3 separate regions of the Mus musculus genome follow, and all the other regions are linked to region 1. Evidence: chromatin contacts called from public HiChIP or PLAC-seq data. All regions are on one chromosome and are shown on one strand. The core of a region is the stretch at or near the end of the contact, and the rest is flanking DNA. Distances in the headings are between cores, read along the strand shown. Region 1 holds the start of Trim45 (tripartite motif-containing 45). Region 2 overlaps Igsf3 (immunoglobulin superfamily, member 3). Region 3 has its middle 21 kb from the start of Gm40109.

Evidence for each region. HiChIP or PLAC-seq counts read pairs in DNA pulled down with a chosen protein or histone mark.
Region 2: an H3K4me3 HiChIP or PLAC-seq map of forebrain shows a contact between it and region 1, with 6 times the contacts expected there. The contact joins the enhancer-like site here to the promoter of Trim45 in region 1. A contact is called at or near these places in 1 of 39 promoter capture datasets (embryonic stem cells), 1 of 15 datasets of contacts at CTCF or cohesin (pro-B cells), 3 of 484 Hi-C or Micro-C datasets (cortical neurons, embryonic stem cells and olfactory sensory neurons), 12 of 115 datasets of contacts at active chromatin or transcription factors (the NIH/3T3 cell line, astrocytes, differentiating embryonic stem cells and 8 more) and 1 of 9 other capture datasets (embryonic stem cells).
Region 3: an H3K27ac HiChIP or PLAC-seq map of embryonic stem cells shows a contact between it and region 1, with 5 times the contacts expected there. The contact joins the enhancer-like site here to the promoter of Trim45 in region 1. A contact is called at or near these places in 1 of 484 Hi-C or Micro-C datasets (olfactory sensory neurons), 13 of 115 datasets of contacts at active chromatin or transcription factors (astrocytes, differentiating embryonic stem cells, double positive thymocytes and 8 more) and 1 of 9 other capture datasets (embryonic stem cells).

What each region holds. Positions count from the first base shown.
Region 1 is chr3:100,920,776-100,925,398 of GRCm38.p6, forward strand. Trim45 (tripartite motif-containing 45) reads left to right here and starts at 1,718. Exons shown (of 6, transcript NM_194343.2): 1 at 1,718-2,624; 2 at 4,166-4,623. The coding sequence starts at 2,137.
Region 2 is chr3:101,459,515-101,464,446 of GRCm38.p6, forward strand. Igsf3 (immunoglobulin superfamily, member 3) reads left to right here. Exons shown (of 11, transcript NM_207205.2): 11 at 273-3,546. The coding sequence ends at 523. Among named protein-coding and RNA genes, the nearest start is that of Gm40109, 46 kb to the right of the region's middle. Within about 2 kb of position 2,552, at least 65 of the 459 cell types and tissues checked have an H3K27ac peak or open chromatin away from gene starts, as enhancers often do. A contact at or near this core is called in astrocytes, cortical neurons and forebrain, where this site is marked.
Region 3 is chr3:101,484,293-101,489,305 of GRCm38.p6, forward strand. No RefSeq gene overlaps it. Among named protein-coding and RNA genes, the nearest start is that of Gm40109, 21 kb to the right of the region's middle. Within about 2 kb of position 3,054, at least 7 of the 459 cell types and tissues checked have an H3K27ac peak or open chromatin away from gene starts, as enhancers often do. A contact at or near this core is called in embryonic stem cells, where this site is marked.

The sequences.
Region 1 (4,623 bases), core at 468-2,967:
GCTTTTGGAATTTGCTTCAGCATACTGCGGTGAAGCGAGGGGACTCGGCCAGGGCAGCGCAGGAGAGAAAGGCTGGAGAAGTCTGGGTAAGGACCACTTTCACTTTTAAGACCTTTGCCGACTCCTTACACTGGGAGGTCATGTGACTGTTATGTAAAAATGGCTTTTGAGCCATTCATTAGCAGATAACGTTTTTACTTATGCTAAAGTTAGAACCAGCTCTCGAGACCCTCACAATAAAGACCAAATCAGACCTGTGTGTGTGTGTGTGTGTGTGTGTGTGTGTGTGTGTGTGTGTGTGTGGTGTCTGTGTTCACACGTGTACCACAGACAGAACCCAGAGTCTCAACATACTAAGCAAATACTGGATCAGTGAGCTACATCTCTACTTTAACATATTTTACGAAGAGTCAGATAATTCTTTTTTTTTCTTTTAATTTCATCTTTTCATAGTTTGGGGCTCTTTCCACCGAAGGCCCATACTTCGTAAAAGCATAGGCTTCGACAGCTATGCCTATACTATGACATCTCTAATAAAGAGGTCCCTGAAACAGTGATGCATGGGTTGAAATCATATATGGAAGACTGTAAAGGAAAACAGTGAGATAGACAGAGGCTTACGCATCTGAAGAATGGGAACAGATAGCAACTACGGAGCCATGCTATTACAATTTTTGGATTCAGAGATCAGTCAGTGCCTTAGACCCCATGTGTAGGAAACAGTCTCCAAATGAATGAATCTGAGACTCTTGGCAAATTCTTTAAGGCGTCAAAGAAATAATTATGCTCAGGGACCAGGTGTGCCCAACTTTTTAACTAGTCGGACCTACAAGGGACTTGTCCCAGTGACATCCTCCACTGCCCCATTGTGACCAACCAGGAGCTCCCCTTGATTGTAAAAACAAATGCCAAACTTGCTCTGTAGGCCACCCCCCGCAACCCTGACAACTTCTGTTACTGTAGAATTCTGGTGAGGTGTGTCTCTCCGGTCTTGGTCTTGAATGATTCAAAGCAGCTTCCACCCGGGAAACTCAGTGGAGCTCCGCGGAGCAGCAGTTCTAAACTTTTCAGTTAAGTTTAGTTCTGGAACCAGACACGGAGGTACCCTTGCCCTGGAAAATGCCAGAAGCTAGCCAGCTGAGAGGGTTCTGGTTCCGAGCACGCTGTACGTAAGAGATTCCAGGGCAGAAAAAATACTTGGAAAACCCAGAAAGGAAACTGACCCGGTGGCCGCTGATTCGCTATAGCCTCTGCAACCGAGAGCCTGCCTACAACTTCCAGAATGCTTCGGGCTACACCTCGGCCGACTGACAGTACCACGCACCAATGGGAGAACCCTATCTGAGTTTGGGGTGGAGCCTCAGCGCAGGCTTTTCAACGATCCAGAGGCCTCTCCGGCGGCAGGAGCTCACATTCGTGACGCCAACCACATTACGCCGCTCACTCCCAGACTCCTCCTCCCGGTTCTGCACGAGGCCCTCCCTTGCTCCCTCTCCTTTCGCCGCGCGAGTGGCCGGCGAGGATGTGGACCTTGCTGAACTTATTGGATGACAGTGATGTCACTCTGGAGGACGACATGGCTCCGAACTGCGAGGCCCGCCCCTTTCGGACGGTGATTGGATTCTTCGGAGAATCCTGGTCTGGGATTGGTGTGAGGCGGGGCGACGGCTCTAGGGCCTCCTAGGCAAACCAGAGAGGCGGCTGCCCCTGGCCCCTCACTCTGGGAGAGCCCGAGGACCCACTACCTCATCGCCCGGAGGGCGCGCTTGTGGCGTGGTGGGGGCGGGAGGGAGGGTGACCTTGGAGGACAAGAAATGCTGGGGTCAGGGTGGTGGTGGCAGAATTAGCTGGGGACTAGCTCTAGAAGCGCTTGCGAGGAGGACGATGTGGGTGATCCAGGAGGGTGTGGCTGTGACTGGTGTGGGATGCAGTGGAAAGGAAGGGCCAAACCACAAATCCGGAGATCTGTGGATGGTTCCTCAGAGGCGTTCTCTTTCTGGTTGTCCTTTTACTTGGCAACACGAGAGTCCTCATGGTCAGTGTTCAAGATCTTGGAACTCTGTCTTTGAGTAAATCTAACCTGCATTAGAGGACTGCGCAGGGCCTTTTGTGATACTGGGTACATACGTGGGGAAGATGTCAGAAATCAGGAAGCCGCTTCTGGGTTTCGTGCACAAACTCCAAGATGCGAACGCGTCTGGAAGCTCAGGCAAGACTCATTGTCCTACATGTCTGAGGCTTTTCAAAGTCCCCAGGCTCTTGCCTTGCTTGCACACAGTGTGCACCACGTGTCTGGAAAAGCTGGATCCATTCTCAGTAGTGGACATCCGTGGGGGTGACTCAGATACAAGCTCTGAGGGGTCAGTATTCCAGGACCCCGAGTTATGTAGCCTGCAGCCACAGATCGGCATCCTCTGTCCGGTATGTGATGCTCAAGTGGACCTGCCCTTGGGTGGAGTGAAGGCTTTAACGGTAGACCACCTGGCCATGAATGATGTGCTGCTGGAGAACCTGCGTGGGGAAGGCCAGGGCCTGGTGTGTGACCTGTGCAGCGACAGAGAAGTAGAGAAGAGGTGTCAGACCTGCAAAGCCAATCTCTGCCACTTCTGCTGCCAGGCTCATAGGTAAAGAGGGAGTACCCCGTTTATTGTGGCGTAAGAGTAGAGTGCAAAGAAAGCAAGACACAGATCCCTTTGGTGAGCAGGTCAAAAAGAAGGCTTTCGCAGACACTGTCAAAGTGCAAAGAACACTGTGCAAACAGATCGCAAGCTCTAGAACGGAGGTTAGCACCGCTGACCTGATAGCTGTAGTAACAAAAGCAGGGCAGGTTTCGGTTTATAGAGCACCTTGAGTTTTCTTCTATCACCAATTGTTTAATCTATTGAAAACGGACCGTGTGCTGGAGAGAGGATTACTGTGCTAGCATACACCCTGCGCTTGATCTCATCTGATCATTGTAACTCTTACCGAAAGGTGGGTGCTACTTCACCCCTCTTTAGTAAATGAGGAGATGGAAGCCCAGCAGTGGTTTGTGTTTCGCCCAAGTCCCACAGCTGGTAATCATGTAACTGAACCGAATCCTCAGTTCAGACCTAGTTCCTTCTTCTTTGCTCTTTTTACTAAACAGGTCACCTCAGTGTAGGTGTCCATTGACTGTGCCTTAACTCAGACCTCTGACCTGGACAGCAGGCTGGTAATTGGGGTGTTTTGCCTTTTATCACAGTCACGGAATAGCTTGTTAGATGCTAGTCTTTGTCCCATTTTCTCTTCCATCCCACTCTAGTGCATCAGAATACAAAACTAAACAAGGTTTTGGGTTAATCTAGAACTGGCTTTTTTTTCTCTCTCTCTCTCTCTGAGTTCTGGCCTCCCCTTGTTTTCTGGCCTTACCAACAGAACAGTTGTCTTAGCTCTCTATTTGTAACTTTGTGATTATCCCTATGACTGTCTTGTTGCCAGCTCAACAGCTGACCGTTTTCTCTGCATCTGCACTAGTAGCAGAACAGGCATACACACTTCAGGTTGATGGGATGTTGCCAGGGAACTCTGTGAGCAGTCCCTGCCTTTCCCTAGAGATTTCCCTGAGTCCCTTAGAAATCTATAGGAAGGAGGGATCCAAGAGAACTTAGTACCTATTGATTTCGCTTTCTACTAATGCGGATGACTCTTAAGGAGAATTCTGGCCTGCCAGTGGATGCGATGTAGTCACTGGCCAAGGGAACTGCTTTACAAAAATGTTAATTAAACATGAGAGTTTGCAGGAGCCAGCTGGCTGCTTTCGTTGCTATATAGATCCATCTGGCTTGGTTTACCACTTGGTGTTAGCCTTCCACCCTGCTTTAGGAAGTGGGCTGTGACTCTTGTCTAAACTTACCAGATTACCTCGAGTGAAAAGTCTCTCAGAATATAGTCTCAGCACTGCACCTTTGAAGATGTATCCCATGCCAAATTCAAGTATTTATGTATTGTGTCCTAAATAACAACACTCAGATAGGCATGTGCTTCACCGTGTAGAGAAATAATGAAGCAAAAAGGATCCTGTAGTTTTTTTTTTTTAATACATTCTGAGGAGTGTGACTCAAATCTAACCCCTAGAACCTCTTTGCCAAACTGTCCCCCTCTAGAGTTGTTTCCTCACTTCCTGTCCCCAACTGCTTCTTTCCAGGCGACAGAAGAAGACGACATATCACACCATGGTGGACCTAAAAGACCTGAAAGGCTACAGCCAGGTTGGAAAGCCCATCCTATGTCCTTCTCACCCTGCAGAGGAGCTGAGGCTGTTCTGTGAACTCTGTGACCGGCCGGTGTGTCGGGACTGTGTAGTTGGGGAGCACCGAGAGCACCCCTATGACTTCACCAGCAATGTCATCCACAAGCATGGAGATTCTGTGCGGGAGCTGCTTCGAGACACCCAGCCCCATGTGGAAGCCCTGGAAGATGCCCTGGCACAGATTAAAAGTGTGAACAACGCCCTCCAAGAGCGAGTGGAGGCAGTGGCAGCTGACGTCCGGACATTCTCTGAGGGCTACATCAAAGCCATCGAGGAACACCGGGACAAGCTGCTGCAGCAGCTGGATGACATACGGATCCAGAGGGAAACCGCTTTACAGCTGCAGAAAGCGC
Region 2 (4,932 bases), core at 1,302-3,801, 540 kb after region 1:
ATAAGCTCAACTTCAGTGTATGGCTTTCCCAGCAGACTAAGTTATGGGTCTCAGTGGGAATGGGGGCACTGCATCATCTGAACTTAGGAGTCAGATGATTGGTTGGGGTGCCATGAGAAAAAGAGCAAGGCAGAAGTCTCCCAGTCACAGGTGGCAGGGGAGGACTAGGAGGGTGTCTGGGGTAGTTTCATCAGGTCAGGAGAGCTCTCAGGAGCAGGGAGCAGGCGCACAGAGTCCAGGCTTCATCCTCATGGTTCCTTGCTGCCTTCCAGGTTCAACCCTGCAGTCGCTCATCTGCTCCAACGATGCCCTCTTCTACTTTGTCTTCTTCTACCCTTTCCCCATCTTTGGCATCCTCATCATCACCATTCTGCTGGTGCGCTTCAAAAGCCGGAACTCCAGCAAGAACTCAGAGGGGAAGAACGGGGTGCCCCTGTTGTGGATCAAGGAGCCTCACCTGAACTACTCCCCGACTTGCCTGGAGCCTCCGGTGCTCAGCATCCACCCGGGAGCCATTGACTAAAGAGGCTGCCCACTCCCAGCAGACGTTGCCCATGGCAGGGTCGGGTCAGGGGAGCCCTCTGGGCTTTTCCTCATTGCTTCGTGCTCTGTGATTGGACAGGCGACAGCACCTGAACTCTGCAGTTTCTCTGCAGGAGCCAGTCAGACCTGGAACTTGTTGGAAGCTTCCGGTCGAGGTGATGGTTGCCTCTGGGCGGCAGCCCTGGTTAGCTGATCACACCCAGGTGTCATGATGCCAACATCCTAGGTTCCTAGTTTTTGGTTTTGGTAACTTAGTGCGTAGCTCCAGGTGCCGCATCTACTCGCCAATCTAACTCATGTTCTCAGATCGGTGCTATGGGGTTTCCTGTGCTGTGTAATGTACTCTTTTAAGCCCCTTGGGTCCTCTCCTTTTGGATCCCATAATGTTGTGGAAGAGTTTCTCTCACAACTGATAAGCAAGAGGAAGACGCCTTCATAGTAACAAGGATTCTCTTCCAAGACATTTTTGTTTTTGCACATTTGAAAATGCCACCCGTGGATCAAAATATACCCAAACATTTTTTCTTTTTTTTTCTTTTTTTTTTTTTTTTTTTTTTTACTTTCTTAGCAAGACTTGAAAAATATGTGTAGCGTGGGCCCAATTTGTATCTTATCTCTTCCTTCAGCCGGAGTTGTTGGAACCACTTTATAGTCAAGATGAAAGCATTGAATTTCGCTTCAAAGGACTGACTGCACATGTGCAGAAGAAACCCTGCAGGACCCTATTAGGAGCAGATGGTGGCCAGCCAACCAGTCCGTCAGGGAGGCAAAAAGGCTCAGTCCCATCATTGCCAAAAAAGAAAAAAAAAAAAATAATAATAAACGAGCCAACCTGAAGGAAGGGTCAAGGGCTCCAGGCGGCACCCAGTTTCTGAGGGTTGCCCTGATCAAAGGCAATGACTGGGGATGAGGGGGGGACGGGTGGTTGTTGGCTTGGCTTTGGCAAGCTTGGTCTCTTGACTTACCCCTGGGCAGGTAGCTTTCTTCTGTAGGTGCTTTGCCAAATTTTCAAGGGGACATGTCTAGTGAAGCCTGAAGGGGCTGCCCTGAGTGGAGGGAGCATTATGGCCAAAGTGGCCCCTGTGCACAGGCCCAGTGGAGTGTGCTGAGCTGCTACACTGAGCTTAGCAGAGTGGAGCGTGGGAGGGCGTCTTAGAGCCTGGTTGAGAGGTTGGAGGAGTGCTTCCCTCTGTCTTCCTTCCAGTGAGCCTTTCCTCGGAGACGGTGAGGGCATCCTTATCCATCGCAGCTCTTCCCGAATCTCAGTGCCATGGAGATATTGTCCTCGGATAGGACCAGGCACAGCCCTTTGCCATTCTTGTTGTCCCCCTGCTTTCAGCAGACAACTCAGAACAGGAGCTGTCACTTTCCTTTGTTAGAGTGTGTGTGTGTGTGTGTGTGCGTGCGCGCGTGTATGTTTATGTTGTTTGGTTGTACTGGTGGCTTTTAATTTTCAGCCCCCAAATCTGAACTCCACTGCCTCCACTCTGTTAAGCCAGATGCTTAGCTGCCCTGGAGCCTCATCAATTGTAAATCCTCCCTTTTGTCACTCTGAGGGTCTCGTGACCCCTCTCTTCCCCATCCTTCAGTGGCCACATCTTCTCTGGGGAATTTGCATCCTGAGTCCCAAGAGAGAGCCCCTTGGCAAAAGGTACCCAGGATTGTGGAAGTAAATTTAAGGAGTGATTTCTGCAAAGCCTTGTCCTGAGAATAAACAGACAACACAAAGGCTGCAGGACTTCCAGGTCATTGGGCCAGGCTGTTATGGATCCTTCCGAGGAGTCTGCTAGGTGTGGGCCGTGTGCTGAGCAGAGAGGGCAGGAGGCAAGATGCAGCCTGACAATCCTTCCTGGCCCTCTTGTTCTCTGAGAAGTGTCCAGGCAGCGCCACCTTAATCCTCCTGTGCCTGCCCTGCTGATTCTCATTTTTGCTGCACGAACACATCAGAGGGACCAAATTGGCTCAGTCACGAAGAAAGAATGTCTTTTGTTCTGTTCCTTCGATTCATGGGTGTGGGCTCTTGGTGGGTAGTTGCTGACTCCTGAGTTTTAGGCTGAGTCAATGAGGGAAGATTGACGCCAGAGGGCTGGCCTGGATTAAGATTTCAGATCAGCTCTGTAGCAGCAGAAGACTCAAGTAAATATGCAAAGCAACCGCAGGACGTTTGCAAGGAGCAAAGAAATCTATGTCAGTATTTTAACAACCGTTTTTTGCGTGTATTTTCTGCAGGGCTGGGGTATGCAATCAAAGTTTAAACTCTGAGCTTTCTATGAAAACAAAACAAAACAAAACAAAAACAAAAAAACAGAAAAGAAAAAGAAAAATCCAAAACCCTCAGGACCTCTCTGTGGCTGGGTCTATGGACATGTGTTGTCGGATAAATGGTGATGGCGCCCTCAAGTGGCTAGAAGGCTTCACTGCATATTGTCTGTTGAGGCTTTTGTCCTCCGAGATCAGAGTACTCAAGAGAGACTCCTGACATCTGTCCTCTCCAGTGTCACATTTATGAGCATCTCCACTGTGCTAGGCCTGTCCCAGGACACTATATGACCACACCCTCTCTCATCGGTGTGTTTCTGTAGCAAGTCTTCATATTTGTTTCCAACAATGGTGTCTCTGCGTTCATGTTGAAGACAGAGATGGGGTAAGAAGACTATCCGTGCATGAAGTAGAGAACTGTTGGTTTGTTTCTTTTTTTTTTTTTAAAGGAGAAGCTATTTGTAAGCCACTGCACAAAGACGTTTTATATACACTGCAGAGACCTGTAGTAAATTATGTTGACAATACGCTGTTTACATTTTCTGGAGTCTGATGGCCTCCTACCCCTCACTGAAGCAGCCACCTCCTGCTGTGGGACTGTGCTCAGTGGGTGGCCTGGAGTTTTGCTCTTGGCACTGATGTACCAGATTCAAGTTTTACACGCTGTAGCTTTTCTATGCATGCCCTCACCCAACCTAAATTATGTTTTTTTGTATAAATGATAAAAAAAAACTTTCTCAAGACACTTTTGCCACATGCTGAAATGTATCACAACTCTACACCTACCAGTTAAGAGTGCAGCCCTGGAGCTGTGACACAGGTGCCCCCCGGGCCTGCTAGGCAGACTGGGAAGCTGGCTTTGCTATGGGTTATGTGACTAGTTTTCCTTTGGTGGGAAATTTGGGGTAAGAAGACACCAGTGAGAATAGCCTTCCAGCTCACAGGGCCTCTGCTGCCGAGACCCAACTGCCCTTCCCAAGCCCCGCTAATGCTCATGAATGGAAGTGGACAACAGGCATGAGAATAGGAGATGGACAGTCCAGGTGGTGAGACTTGGACACCAGTTACTACTGTGGGTGATTGACAGATGCCAACTGAGAAACATTGGAATATTGCAAGCCCTAGAGGTGACCACACTTAGTTGGGTCTTTGGAGTTCATAGGACAAGCAGAGGAGGGGGGACAGAAGGCAGAAAGTAGAGGAGGTCCCCCCTCTTCCTTCCCTCCCTTCCTTTCCCCTCCCTACCCCTCCCTCCCTTCCACCTCCCTTTTCCATCCCGCATCCCCAAGGCTCAGCCCTATGCTGTCCTCTGCACCCAGCCCTATTTGCTGCGTTCTTCTTATCACCTACCTTCAGCTGCTTGCTTGCTTAGCCACAAGTTAAAACTGCAACTGCTTATCCCTCAGGTGCCCACAAGGGTTCCACGTTAAGTCTTAAATGTGTTATTTTTGCTTATGAGGTGAAAACATGGCTGTTTATTTCTTGGGTACCCACAAAATGGTTCCCTGTTATGCATGATTCCCTCCACCCAGAATGCCCTATTTCTACCAGGAGCTAAATTTTAAAAAGGGAAGTAGAGTATTGTATAGTAAGATTACCCCTATTAAGCCCTTGGTTAAGTGAACATGTACCTGCCTGTGAGGCGTATGATGAAAATGACCGTCTGTGTGTGGGGCCTTAAAGGGCTGTGTCTGTCACTATGTCCCACATCCCTATACTTTATAGTTCCAAGTGTTTGGTAAAACTAAAGCCCAGGGCAACAAAGTGGCATGCCACAAAGTGTCGTCTGGGCTGCCTGGGCCATCTTAACCTTCTCATCCACAATTACCCACAGTGACAAGAAGGGACAGCTGGACCACACAACACCAGTCACAGGAGGCACGCACACCAAGCAATCCTTTTAGAAAGGGAAGTAGAGACCGTTCCGGCGCGTGAAAGGAGCTCGTTGGCTCTCTGCTGAATTCATTATGGGGCATCGGAAGCCACTTCTGATTCATGATGTCTGCTAGGCAGGGCCCGTCGGCACATCCATCCTGAGGTGCTTCGTGAGAACATGGCCTATCTCCTAATGAAGGAGCTGGCGCTGCTCACGGGTCAGAGTACACAGAAGGTCTAACAGGTCCATCCTCA
Region 3 (5,013 bases), core at 1,804-4,303, 560 kb after region 1:
CACAGGTACTGGTAACCAAACTTAGGTCCTCTGAAAGATTAGTATGTGCTCTTAACTGCTGATCCATCTCTCTGGCCCCCAGTATATGTGGCTTGTTTGTTTTGTTTTGCAACTAGGTCTTGCTGTGTAGCCCAGGCTGGTCTCAGTAGTAACACCCCTGCCTCAGTCTCTCCAGGGTTGGGGTAGCAGCAGTCTCTATTCTGATGAGCCAGGCTAGTTCCATTTCTTTCCTTGCACTGTGTACTCAGGGCACAGGCCGCTGTTTACAACTGCTCTGTTACTTGTCGTTGTAACCAGGGTTTTTCTGTTTTTAAAAGGTGCAAACGCTTCTTAAGAAAATTAATTTCAAACTTAAACTTGACTTTTCAAAGGCTGGGAAATAAACGTCTCAAAGAAGAATTTAAAGTTTGACGGTTTAGGCAGTTGAAAAGAAACAAAAGCTTTTTTTGTCTTCTTTGTTGTCTGGAGTTGCCAGGTCCCTCCGCAGAGCACAGAGCGTCGTTGGTGCTTTGAGTCTCGGAGTCCTTTGTAGGCTTGGGGACCCAGCCTGGTGACCTGGGACTGAATCCAATGCCTCCCTGTGGCTGTGGTCTGTTTCAACACATACTCTGCTTCCTACCTGAAGCCAGACTCTGCCAAGGACCCCTTCTCTCCTGCCTGCCACCCGCTGCACTTCCTTGGGATGGAAGGATGGTGAAGGCACAGGGATGACGGAGCTGTACGGAGTTGGATGCTGACTTGAAGCGTGTCGTGAGTAAGCTGATGCTGTTTCCCCAGCATCTCCGTCCCCTTGGAGCACTAGAGGCAGCCATGCATCGTGAACAACTGGTGACCTGGTCTCAGCCTGCCCTTCCCTGCTGACCAGGAACCCCCTAGGTCTTAGAAGACATCAATCAGGATGAAAAGGGGAGGGGCAGGTGATTCACACCAGCCATCACCAAAGAGAAATTGCCAGACTAGTTCTCCTCCACAGGAAACCCTGCAGAGTACACTCTCCATGAGGTAGCGAGTGACATCTAAGACTCATGTCACTTCCCTTTGGGATCCTACAATCAGATTCACGAACCAGATTTCAGCTTCCTCAAGCATGCCATTTCTATATAGTGCCCACATGTGATGACTTAATACAATCCTGTCTTTATATTCTTATTTATTTATTATTATATGTAAGTACACTGTAGCTGTCTTTAAACACACCAGAAGAGGGTGCCACATCTCATTATGGATGGTTGTGAGCCACCATGTGGTTGCTGGGATTTGAACTCAGGACCTTTGGAAGAGCAGTCAGTGCTCTTACCCGCTGAGCCATCTCACCAGCCCCCTGTCTTTATATTTTAAGTCTACATTTTAGTTAGACTGACATGGTGGCATATGCTTTTAATTCTATCACTCGGGAGGCAGAGGCAGGGGAATTTCTATGAGTTTGAGGCCAGTCTGGTTTTTATGGTGAATTTGAGGCCAGCTAAGACTACATAGTAAGATATTGCCCCTAGAACAGAATAACAACAACAACAATCACACACACACACACACACACACACACACACACACACACACACATCTGAAGATGATAGACACATTTCGAATGCTTGGTGCATGGTGGTGCATGGCGTACAGTCCATCAGGGCAAAGATCTCTGCTTGCCAGTTTGAATAGGGGCTATTTGGGAGGACTAGTACTTGAAAGTAATTTCCCAAGGTACTGTTTCCATATTACAAGCTATAAGTAGCTCAAAGAGCCCCCTTGGTAAGCAGTATCCGCCTGTTGGCTCTCCACTAAACAGTGTTAGAGAAGACAATTGAAAAAGTTTTACCCAAGGAGTAAAATGTTTTGGAGGACAAATTTCTAAATATATTTTTAAAAAGAGGTTATTTTTTTATGTGTATGAGTGTTTAGCTTGCATGTATATTAAGTACACCATATGCATGCAGTGCCTGCAGAGGCCAGAAGAGGGCGTTGGATCCCTTGGAACTGTAGTTAGAGGCAGCTTTGAGCCAACCTGTGTGCTGGGAACTAAACCTTGGTCTTCTGAAAGAGCAGTCAAGAGCACTTAACCAAGTAAGCCAGAGGAAGGCAGAGCTCATCGGAGCTGGCCTACATGGCTGGATGCAGAGACTGCTGAAAGGCACCTCAATCCCCAAGGTCTCTGTCACTAGCCTCTGGGGTCCCCTCAACTCTCCCCAGGTTGTGTGTCACGTCTGTAGCATTATGGTGCACTTCACAGGTGTCTTTCTGGGAGGAACAGCTCATTAAACCACTTCATGAGCCAATGTCTCCTGAGATCTGGCATCTGGCCAGCACAGACTGCACCCGGTGCCTGGAGCTGAAGAAAAGTATGTGTGCCCTCATGAGCATGTCTCTATGCCTCTTATTAATAGTTAATTGTTCTAGAAGAGTTACATAGCTTTAAAATATTGAAATGTAAGTATATTAAAACTCTTTATTATTTTAAGTTTAAATATTTTATTTATTAAAAAAATCAAAACCAGAATACATTTAAATACTACTTTCTTGGCATCCATGGAAGAAAAGTCATTAATAAAAACTTCAATATCTACTTCTTTGCTTATCTTGTTTTAATTAACTTAATCAATTAAGAACATTGCCATCTTTGGGGACTTCTCTTGACCAAGTGCCGATGTTTAATGGTCTTTAATTAACTTTTCCTCCACTGCAAGTTTTCTGAATGAATTTTATTTTGTTCTTCATCTTTCATTGCTGTTGCTTTGACCTTTTAAAAAGTGGTTCATTATGACCAAGTATTGTACAGCCCTACCCTCCAAACCAAACAGCAACCATCTTGGTGAGTTCAGCTGTGTCTGTTTGCTAAAGACCATTACAGCTCAGCTCGCTGACCGGTGAGGGTCCCTCGTAGAAAGTGTGACTAGGAAGTGTCTGTGGACTCTTACTTGAGCTTCCAGCCACCTTTCCCAGCTGTTTTTATTTAATTTTGCTCTAATTTCACATGCCCTTGGGGTCTCAAGGAGAGGCTAGAGTAAATAGGTTGGGGAGGGGCCAGGCTGAAGGAAGGGGCTCCACCTGCAGCCACAGGGAGCCCTCATTCATGCTGGGTGTGGACCTTCTGGTGTGGCTGCTTTAAGATCATTCACAGGCCGCCCAGGATCTCCAAACCCATTGACCCTTGGTTTCCCCAGGGCCAGCTTTGGTGGAATCCAACTTGGGTTTGTCACGAGAATCATAGAAAGAAGGAGTTGCCTTGTTCCTGCCTAGGGAGAAAATTCTTGAGACAACAGGCTGGGTGGCCATGTAATGTCAACGGCCCAGGAAGCTGAGTCAAGAGGATCAGAAATTCAAAAGCTGCCGGGGCTACAGAGTGAGTTCAAGGCCAGCCAGGAAACGTTAGTGCGACCTTGTCTCAAAGCCAAACATTAGGCAGAGGGCTGTGGATCTATCTGGCTTAGTGGAAAAGTGCCTGCCTAGCATATGTGAAGCTGTAAATTCAACCCCACTACTGGGAAAATGCTTGCATTAAACCATTACTCACTTCAGTCTGGGGATGTAGCTCAGATAGTAACTACCCACAACACATGAAAGCTTTGGTTCCATCCCTAACACCTTAGAAACTGGCCATGGTGACACACGTCCGTTCTCCCAGCACTCCAGAGGTAGAGGCAAGAGGATCAAATATTCAAGGTCACCCTCACCTACAAAATGAGTTTGAGGCAAGTCTGGGCAACATGAGACCTTATCTATGAGAGAAACATCCACAGGGGTTTAGATGTTTCCTTCATCCCAGGCCCACCTGCTGAGCAGCTCAGGTTAGCACCAGTACTGCAGGGAGGGAATGAAGGAATCCAATTCATTTGTCCATCTATGAACTCACCTATCCCTTTGCCCAGTACACACAGGGGGCCCACCCTGTGTCAGGTACTCTTACAGACACTTGGGATCTAACAGCCCAAAGTCCAACAACAACAGTCCAACTTGTGGGGCTGCCTTTGGGGAGGACAGCTAACATTCCAGGAAAGAGCAGTGCGAAGCCCACAGAGAACAACATAGAAGCCAGTGGGGAGGGCTAGGGAAGCAGAGAAGGGCTTCCTGATGACTGCAGGGAACTGGAAAGTTTAAGAGATGGATGGACATTCCCAGCAGAGCCCTGCAGAGGGCGCAGTCCTGGCATGTTCACAGGGCACAGAGGAGGCTCTCTGCCTTCCGCGTTGGATTTGACCCCCACTTCCCCAGGGCTAAACATGTCTTATTACTTGTGTTTAGACGAGTGTGGTGGTTAATAGCAATTGTTATCAACTGGACGGGTTCTGAACTCACTCAAGAGACAAGCCTCTGAGCGTGCCTATGAGGGATTTCCTGTAGTAGGTTCACTGAGGAGGGAAGAAACAACCTAAACATGGGCAGTACTATTCCATGGGGTGGCATCCTGGCTGAACAATAAAGTAGAAATCTAACTGGGCACAAGAATTCCAAGCCAGGCATGGTGGCGTACACCTTTAATCTCAGCACTCAGGAGGCAGAGGCAGGTGGATTTCTGAGTTCGAGGCCAGCCTGGTCTACAGAGTGAGTTCTAGGACAGCCAGGGCTATAAAAAGAAACCCTGTCTCAAAAAACCAAAAAAAAAAAAGAATTCCTCCCTCTCTGCTTCTTGATTGTGGGTGTAGCGTAACCAGCTGGCCTCTCGCTCCTGCTGCCATCTCAGCCACCAAGATGGACTGTATCCCTCTGAACTGTGAGTGAAACTAAACTCTTCCTCCCTTAAGTTGTCTTGGTCAGGCATTTGATCGCAGCAGTGAGAGAAGTGTCTAATACAGTGGGTGAGAGAAGTGTCTAATACAGTGGGCATCTCCCTGCAGTTCCCAACAAGGCCTGCTCTGCTCTGTGGCCGTGGGCTCATTTCCTTCTTGGTCCCTAATATTTAAAGATGTGTGTTCTTCAAATATATCCTGGGGACAAGAGAGAGAGGCAGGAGACATGGGCAGGGCAAGGAACACGAAGCTCCTTCATAACGTGAGAGCTTTATCCACTTTGCAGAAAGGCCTG